Regions from separate parts of the Rattus norvegicus genome. Here region 1 is linked to region 2. A link is a contact called in public Hi-C data. All regions are on one chromosome and are shown on one strand. The core of a region is the stretch at or near the end of the contact, and the rest is flanking DNA. Distances in the headings are between cores, read along the strand shown.

Region 1 (4,079 bases), core at 1,256-3,755, 64 kb before region 2:
CATCGTGGTGGGGACTTGTACACATAGACCAAACTCCTGGGAGCTAGTGAAGGTGCACAGAGGTGTGTGCTCAGAAGATTGGCCTGGAGTTGTGGGAAAGGTTAGGCCACTCTCCTGGCTATTGGCTGGGGAGCTACTCAAAGCACTATCTGGCTCTTGTTCCACTCAGGCCTCGGACCTAGAGGTGGGTATCCCGGGGTGAACCTGGGCCTCTTTCCAACCACAAGCCCCAAACATGTTGTTTGAACAAGGACGGTGAGCTTAAGCTAATTACATAGTGGCCAGCAGTCACATGAAGATGTGTTGGCTGTGGTGTCCAGTCCTTAGCAGGCTCTCCCTTGTCTTGCCCGTGCCTCTCCAGTTTCCTTGCACTCAGCACCCCATCCCACCACCTTGGTTTGCTTAGTGGTGATGGTGCCTACATGTTTCTCCCATGCTCCTCTCCTACCAGGTTTGCTGAGTGACCTGCAACTCGTAGGTGACCTTTGGGACCCTCAGATTGCCTCAGGCTCTCTGAGGTTCTCAGGAAGATTTTCTCTGATCTGCTGTTTTTGACTATCAGCCCATGGCAGCACCTGGGACACAAAGGGACTTTGAGCTGTCATCTTTTCTAGAGTGCCCCCTTTGCTACTTGGCCTGACACAACCCATGGTGTCTTCTGTGCGAGCGTGGGGCTCTGCAGAATGTCCATATGTCAAGGCTGTGTGCCTGCCAGACTTCGTGGAGGGATGTGGCTCTCTCAAATAGAACAGTCAGGGTGTTACCCGCACTGGCACGGTTCTGCCATGTTAGCAGTCAGAAAGCTGGTTTTCCTAAACTGCCAGGCCTGCAAGACAAGGTTCTGGTACGGCCTGTCCCATGGAGAGACTTCATGCTTTGGATAATTGTATCACTCTTAAGTTCACACTCTAGCTTTTGAGAAACTTCAGTCTTTATTTTCCTGTCCCCATAGAGATTGAATCCCCAGTTTTATATATGCTAGGCAAGTACTTTTTCCACTGAGCCCCAGCAGTTTTTCTCCATCAGTAATGTCATTAAGTTGCCTAGGCTCTGCTGGAACTTGGGGTTCTCCTGCCCCAGCCTCTCAAAGAGCTAGAATTATAGGCCTTCACTCCCACATCTGTCTCTTAGCCTGAATTATGATCCAGAGTTTCAAACTCATTTGTCCAGTTACTCGTGGAGCTTGGCTTGGAAGAAAGAGTTTACGTGGGTGTGTATGGATGTGTGCCCACATGTACATGTGTGCATATGTGCCTTTGCGTGTACTTTGTACACTATTATATATGAGCCGTTCAGCCGGCACATGGGTCAGTTGCTCCCTTGGATGGAAGTCAGCCGTAAGACGCCCTGTAGGTATACAGGCTGCAGCAGGAACGTTTGTCCCTGTGGTACTTGAACCCTTTAGAAAGCCTGATGCCCTGCAAGAGCAGAGCAGGAGGGAGTAGCGTGTCTGGAGGTGCCTGTGCAGACAGGACTGGTCTCCGGATATAGAGGGGACCGGTAGTTGAACAGGAGGGAATTTGCTCTCCTTCAGGCCTCCCCACAGACTAGGAGCCTGGATAGGATCTGAGTGTGGGCATGGGCTGTCCAGCTGAGGGTGCAGTCTGGGCACATCCACCCTTAATTTCTTTCCTCCTTATACTTTGGACTCAAGCTGGTTCTAACTTGCCTTCAGTGGTTTCCAGCCCTCAAGGAACTGGGGCACAGGGGGCTGAAGGAAGGAGAATGTAGGTGCCTCTCCCTTGTGCTATAGGTGTCTATGCTGGGGAGACAGTACACATCCCCGAGGGAAGCTGTGGCTTCCTCCTTCTGCTCTCTGGGGACACCCTGGCACCTCTCCTGTGTGGTGTTGGGGAGGAGGTGGCTTGGTTGGCTGTTCCTGGTCCCAGTCAGGATCCTCCTACACAGCAGAACTGGAGGTAAATACTGAGTTGCCTTGACAACCAAGCTGAGTCTAGGCTCCAAGCGCTCCTTGGCTAGAGAAGCTTTCATTGTCTCAAGTTTCTAAGATGGGTTTCTATTTTGATTTTTTTTTTTTAATTAGCTAGTATGACTAAGATTGCAAAATGCCTGACCTGGTTCCCGTAATTTCTTAATAAACATTTATATTCCATTTATAGGAGGAACATTTCTATGATTCATTGACTTTTTCTTTTAGGTTGGTGAGGCAGGGTGGGGGCAGCACAGAGGGCACCCCACTGCCGACAGCTGGCACAGCGTAGGTTTTGGAGCACTGGCTGAGGGCCAGAGGCTGGGAGCGCTTACGTAAACACCACACCAGGATTTATTGGCTTTGAGGCTGATTAAGTTCCATGGAAAATTTTGGGGAGCTGCTTCTCTTCTCCTGGAGTGCTCAGATGCCCATAAGTGGAGCTTCCAGAGCCCCCGGGGCCACCTACCTTCCTGCCCAAAGCCAGTCTTCCTGGAGGAGTCTAGGGTGTGAACTAGCTTTACACCTCAGCCATGCCAGTGAGGATTATGTCTGCTATTAAGCTCCGACTGCTTCTTGCAGGCAGCCTGGGTCAGCCGCACCTGGCCGGGCTCTCCTGTCCATACGCCTGGCTGTTGATGGGAATGTCCCTGTGGGAATGGCCAGCCCATGAGTGGACACAACAGTACATTCCCAGGGACTCCTGGTTTGCCAGGGTCTCTACTCTGTCTCACTGTCGGTCACTTTATATATCCTTGCCCCAACAGAGAGCCTGGTGAGTAAGCAGGGAAGCTGGTTCGTCCATTTTCTGACCAGTACTGCTGGTCTAGGTCACCTGGTAGATAGTTTATTCGCTGAGGCTCCCCCCTTATGGTCCTGCAGGGTCAGTCTCGTGGTTTATGCATGTCAAGGGGGCTGGATTGTTTTATGGACTGTTTATTCTGTTTTCAGTGTGGACCTGCCAGGAAGGCAACTCTCTGCAGTTGCCGTGTGTGGCAGGCCCCCAGTCCAGCACCAAAGGAATGTCCAGATTTGCTGTACTGATTTCAGATTCAGGGCTGGTTTTGCTTCCCTCAGTCTAAACATTCCAGCTCTGCCTGCTTTCACTAGGGAGCAGCAGCTGGTCCTCAGCAAGAGGCCTGGCCTAGCCCCTGAGTAGAGGGCTGTCTGGTGTCCCCATCACTGAATGCCTTCCCACCCCTCCTCTGTGTAACTTAGATGCCATCCTCCTAATATGACCGAGGGTCACCTCTTCAAGGATGTTTGCAGAATTGAGGCTTTCGTTCTTTTGTTTTTCAGAATTTTATTTCATAGTGTTAAAAAAAAAAAAAAACAACTAGAGTTTTTAACATTGCGTTGAGGGGTGGGGAAGGGCCCGAGACCTGCGTGTTGTCTGTAAGGCTCAGTGGTGTTGCTGTCTCCGTCCTTGGCCAGTTGTGTGAGGTTTGGCTTCATAGATGGTGTGTTTTAGCACCCTTCTTTAAAAACCTCTCGGTGTTTCATTTTTTAAAAGCTGCTTTTACAGTTACTCGTGTGTGTGTGTGTGTGTGTGTGTGTGTGTGTGTGTGTGTATGCGTGTGCATGCGCGCACTCGTGCACGCACAGTGCACGTCTCACAGCATACACATGAAGGTCAGGGGATAGCCTGGGGGAGTCAGTTCTCTCTACCATGTGGGTTCCAGAAATCAAACTCGACTTACCAGGCTTGGCAATGGGTGTCCTTACCCATTGTGCCATTTTGCTTTGAGGAACGCATTCTATTTGGCAATGCCTTATTGTGTAAACAAAGATAATACAGCTTGTTAGTAAGGAGGCTTGGCCTTGAAGTACAAGTGGGCAGCACACCACCATGCATTCTCATCCTTAGTTCTGGTCTGTCTGGTCAAGATGACCTCTGAAGAGCAGAAGAGAAAATGACTCAAGCATCCAAGAGGGTTTGTGCAGCCCCCCCCCCCCATTCCATCACCCCCTTTTGTGTGTGGGTGTAGCCTGATAAAACAGAATTTCATGTACTGAAGGAGTTTTTTTGGCTTTTGGTTTGTGTGTGTGTGTGTTTTCAAATCAGGGTTTCTGAGTGTAACCAGCCGTAGCTGTCCAGGACTTCCTTTGTAGACCTGGCTGGCCTTGAACTCAGTAATCTGTCTCTGCT
Region 2 (4,146 bases), core at 283-2,782:
TGGGCAGCTGGGAAGGACCAAGGTCTGTGGGTTTCAGAAGCAAAGGGGAAATCTACAAGGGGACAATGGACCCAGAGAGAGAGCGAGGGACTTCCAGGGAAGTGGGCAGCTCTTGTAGCATTAGCACCTTGAATGGCTTGGCTCACACTGAAGCAGGCTTAAGTTGGTGGGAGCTGGCCTGGGTGTCCTATCCACACAGGTATTAGATGAAACTGGAAAGAGGATCATGGCTCCCAGGCAGTGGCCTGTGGAACACAGGTCTGGGTCTGCACTGTAGAAGCCTCCTCAACTCTGCCTGGCATTCTAGGTCTGGTGGGCCAGGGTGGCAATCTCCTGTCCTGCGTCAGCTCAGAGCTTCTGCTTTTCCTTTGGAAAATAAGGAATAGAGGCAGGGAGGCTAATCTGAGACACAGCTTAGTTGTGAGTCCAGGATGGGATCTGAGCCTGTTTACCTGCAGTCTCTATAATCTGGAGGGGGACATTTAGACAGAGGATATTCAAGGTTAGCTGGTATGTGCAGACAAAAGAAATATTGGAGAGCTTTGTTCTTGGTGGGAGAAGCCCTGGAGTTGCAGGACTCAGGAGAAAAGTAAGGCATCACTGGTGGAGACAGGTCTTGGGGATGGAGATAGAATCCAGGAGCCAGGGCGGCCCCTCTCCCCCCACCGTACACGGCTGCACCAGCATCCTTTGGGTAGCTTGATGAACACAAGTTCTGATTCCACAAACCCAGGAAGGAGCTACAGTGTTTCCCAGGTGTAGGTGTTGCTACTGACATTTAAAGCTATAAACCAATTCCATGCCTTTTCCATTTTTTTTTTTTTTCCATGAAGAAAGAAAGGAGCAGTGGGCAAGGCCAGTTGAGCCTGCCTGGTGCAGTTTGGGGTGGGGGAGACCTTGACATGCCCCTTCCTTTAAAAAAAGAAAAAAAAGAAAAACCTCAGATCTGTTTATTGTTTGTTTGTTTTGTTAAGTACCCAGGGTGCCTGTGGGCCTCTGACATGGCTCTTTGTCTCAGCCCCGCCTTGAGCCTTCCCGGAAGTAGAGCGGGGGTCCATACAGGGGAAGTAGATGCCTCCAGGAGAGTGCTGGGCCAGGAGAGAGCAGGGCGGGGTTATCGCTAGGAAAGGAAGTATAACAGGTCACAGTCAGCCTCCGCAAGCCAATTTAGAACTTTCAGGATGGGAGAGGAGGCAAGTACTGTGGAGGGGTTTCTGGTGGAGACCTCGGAGGAGGGCAGAGTAACACAGGGTTTCCTCCCGGTCCCCACCCGCGCGGGTAGATGCTCCCTGTGGTCTTGCTGAATGGTTCTGGCAGGTGTCCTGAGCACGAAGCCTGAGAAAGCAGTTAAGAGACAGATGCTCAAGCCTACAGAGGCGTGCCAGGCCCTTCTTAACGAAAGCGCGGAGGATATGGGTACTGAATCTCAAAAGCAAAGAAGCACAATCCTTCAGCTCCCTAAGACACTGGAGAGACTCAGCTGCTTTAAAGGAGGCGGGCCCCGTGACGTCATCTCTTGAGGGAGGAGCGAGCTGTTCGGGGGGGGGGGCGTGGGGGGGCGCCACTTCCCACCAGCTCTTATTTGGTGGGTGGTACCTCGGCCTGTTTCTAGTTTAGGGCCAAGTCTTGATTTTTCTAGCTCCAACAGCTGCTAGCAAATCACTAAGCTGCGTGAGCCACTGTTCTCTCGTTTATGAAATAAATGTATCTGTTTATAGCTATGGAGGAGCTAACGTATGTGCAATACAAGGCTGATATTTGTGCACGCACCGTCACCTTTGCCACCGTTTTAATTTTTAAGATTAAAATATTTTCTGCGTGTGGGTGTTTTGCCCGCATGTGTGTCTGTGTACCACGTGCATGCCTGTTGCCCACCAAGGGCACTGGATCTTTTGGGAACTGGAGTTACAGATGGTTTTGAGCCATCTTTTCTGGGAATCCAACCAGTGTTCTCTGGAAGCAATCAGCGCTTTTAACTGCCATCTCTCCAGCCCTATCGCCATTTTTTTTATGGACTGTATCCAGTGGCCAGCATCTCCTGGCAATCCTACATGGATGAGGGTTACAGATGAAGTGGAAGGAAGCAGGACTTATGAGCAGGTGTGGGATCTGTGGACTTCTAAAGTGGCCACCCCCTTCATTTCTTCCCTCTTTCTGTGGTAGGCCTCAGCCTGAGGGCCTGTGGCAAACTAGCCTTCTGAGGAAAGCATCACCCTGCTGCTGTTCTCTTGGCTGACCTTGAGTTTATCTCCATCCACATAGTACCAGTGGGCCCAGGAGCCCATAATTAGCCTAATGAGGTGTCTGTTGCACACACGTCTGTGCCTAGGCTCCACTCTGATGGCTACCCAGTAATTTGCCTGATCTCTCGGATAAGGCCTTTGCCTGGACAGGTTCCCACCACAAAGTACCCCATCTCAGGGTGGAGCTTGTAATTGCTGCTGCTTTGCAGGATCCCTACTTTCCCACCTGCTCATGGCCCCGAGAGTCCTCAGGGGCCTGCCATCACATCGGGGAAACCCACTAAGCCAAGGGACCAAGGGACGGGGCTATGCGGAGGATGTAATAGACCATATGGACTGTGCTGTCTGCTATTTGAAGGCATGGTGGAAGAGGCAGTCAGACCTTTTCTGGTATTGTGAAAGGGAGTGGTGGCTGCCCTGGAGATGCTCTGTCTGTGAGTCTGTCCTTCAGTGGTCATCCATGTTCACTTACCTTGTTCCAGGGCCTTGGGGGCCTTTGTGGCTTCCAGACCTCTCCGAACACCTTGGTATTTGAGCCCTAGCACCACAGCCGGAGCCTGCAAAGAGTGGGTGTTGATGTTAGAATGGGACAATTGGCCCTGGAGGGTCTAAGCAGGAAGCTAAGGATGCTGTGGCCTACAAACGAGGGGTGGCGAGCAGCTGGGCACTATCTCCAGCTCTCTTATCCAGGAAGCCTTAGGCGTTTCTGGGCTGGGAGAGCTGGTAGCCCTGGCAGCTGGTACCACCCATCTGGCTCCCTTTGATCTGCTCCAAGGGCTGGTTATGTCACCAGGTGGCTTTCCCTCAAAGATGGCACCAGCAGCTAGCTCATCCTTGCCTGGGTTGTCAACCATGGTGAGGGAGGTCCTCACTGTTTTCCTTTAGAGCATGTCACTAGTCCCCCCAGGGGATCAGGAACAGATGCAGCTCTCGGAAGCCCCAGCTAGGCTGTGTGTGCCCACCCCCTTCGGAACTGAACTCACCTGGAAACAAGGGCTCCTCTACTCTAAAGGATTTAGTGGGCGTGGAGTCTGCCTTTCAGCATTGCCAAACCACCGCATAATCCCCTCAGATTCCCACAGCCATCAGGCCCACGCAGGGGCCTGGTGATACCTTGACACCCACTGCTCCAGGCCCAGGCCTGTTTCCTTCATTCCCAGAGGAGGTCCGGGGGCGCTGGAACCTGTGATGCCTTCCAGCACTGGGTGTGCCCTGAGTCAGAGCTGGCTCACCCTGGGTGGGTAGATGCACCAGAATGCTGTCCTGGAGGGGCACAGGAGCACAAGCCACTCAGGGGCTTTGTGTCCAATGGACCACAGGAGGGCTGAGAGTCTACCACACTAGGCTTCCCATCTCTCTGCCTTATGCTCTCCCATAAGCCCTTTCACTGGACACAGTCAAGCCTCTGTGGTCTCCTTTGAACTAAGACTTCATTCAGGAGCTCTACACTGAGCTGCCTAAGGTGGTGGTGAATCAGATCTCCAGGCTCTCATCCTCGATGCTGGGGAATCACAGAGGCAGAAATGAAGAAGTTCAGGACCAAGAGGGGACCCCAAAACTCCAAAATCTTAGAGCCTGCCAGGCATGGGTCCTACTCTCTCCTATCAACCTCTCCTCCTCTCTTCTGAGCCTTCACGAGTCTCAACCCTTGCTACATCCAAGGACTTCTGGAATCCAGGGAGTGCAGGCAGCCAGGGTTGGGGTGAGGAATGGGAAGAAGCCCCACCTTCACTTTCAGGCCTGCATTTTATCTGGGGATGGCAGAGGAGGGCACACAACACCTGAAATACTCAGGACCAGAAGTGTTTAGGATTTTTCCCCCCTTTCTCAGATTCTACCGTATTGTCATATAAATAATGAGACCCAACTCTAACCAGAAACGTACTTCTGTGGCATAGACCCC

Evidence for each region. A called contact is a pair of places that touch in the nucleus more often than the background predicts.
Region 1: a contact with region 2 is called in a Hi-C map of frontal cortex, with 4 times the contacts expected there. The contact joins the promoter of Klf13 here to the enhancer-like site in region 2. A contact is called at or near these places in 11 of 12 Hi-C or Micro-C datasets (the A7r5 cell line, the Rat2 cell line, Schwann cells and 6 more).

The regions. Positions count from the first base shown.
Region 1 is chr1:126,946,862-126,950,940 of GRCr8, reverse strand. It overlaps Klf13 (KLF transcription factor 13), which reads left to right and starts at 2,505. Exons shown (of 2, transcript NM_001109147.1): 1 at 2,505-2,705. The coding sequence starts at 2,600.
Region 2 is chr1:126,881,332-126,885,477 of GRCr8, reverse strand. No RefSeq gene overlaps it. Among named protein-coding and RNA genes, the nearest start is that of Klf13, 65 kb to the left of the region's middle. Within about 2 kb of position 1,532, at least 41 of the 93 cell types and tissues checked have an H3K27ac peak or open chromatin away from gene starts, as enhancers often do. A contact at or near this core is called in prefrontal cortex, where this site is marked.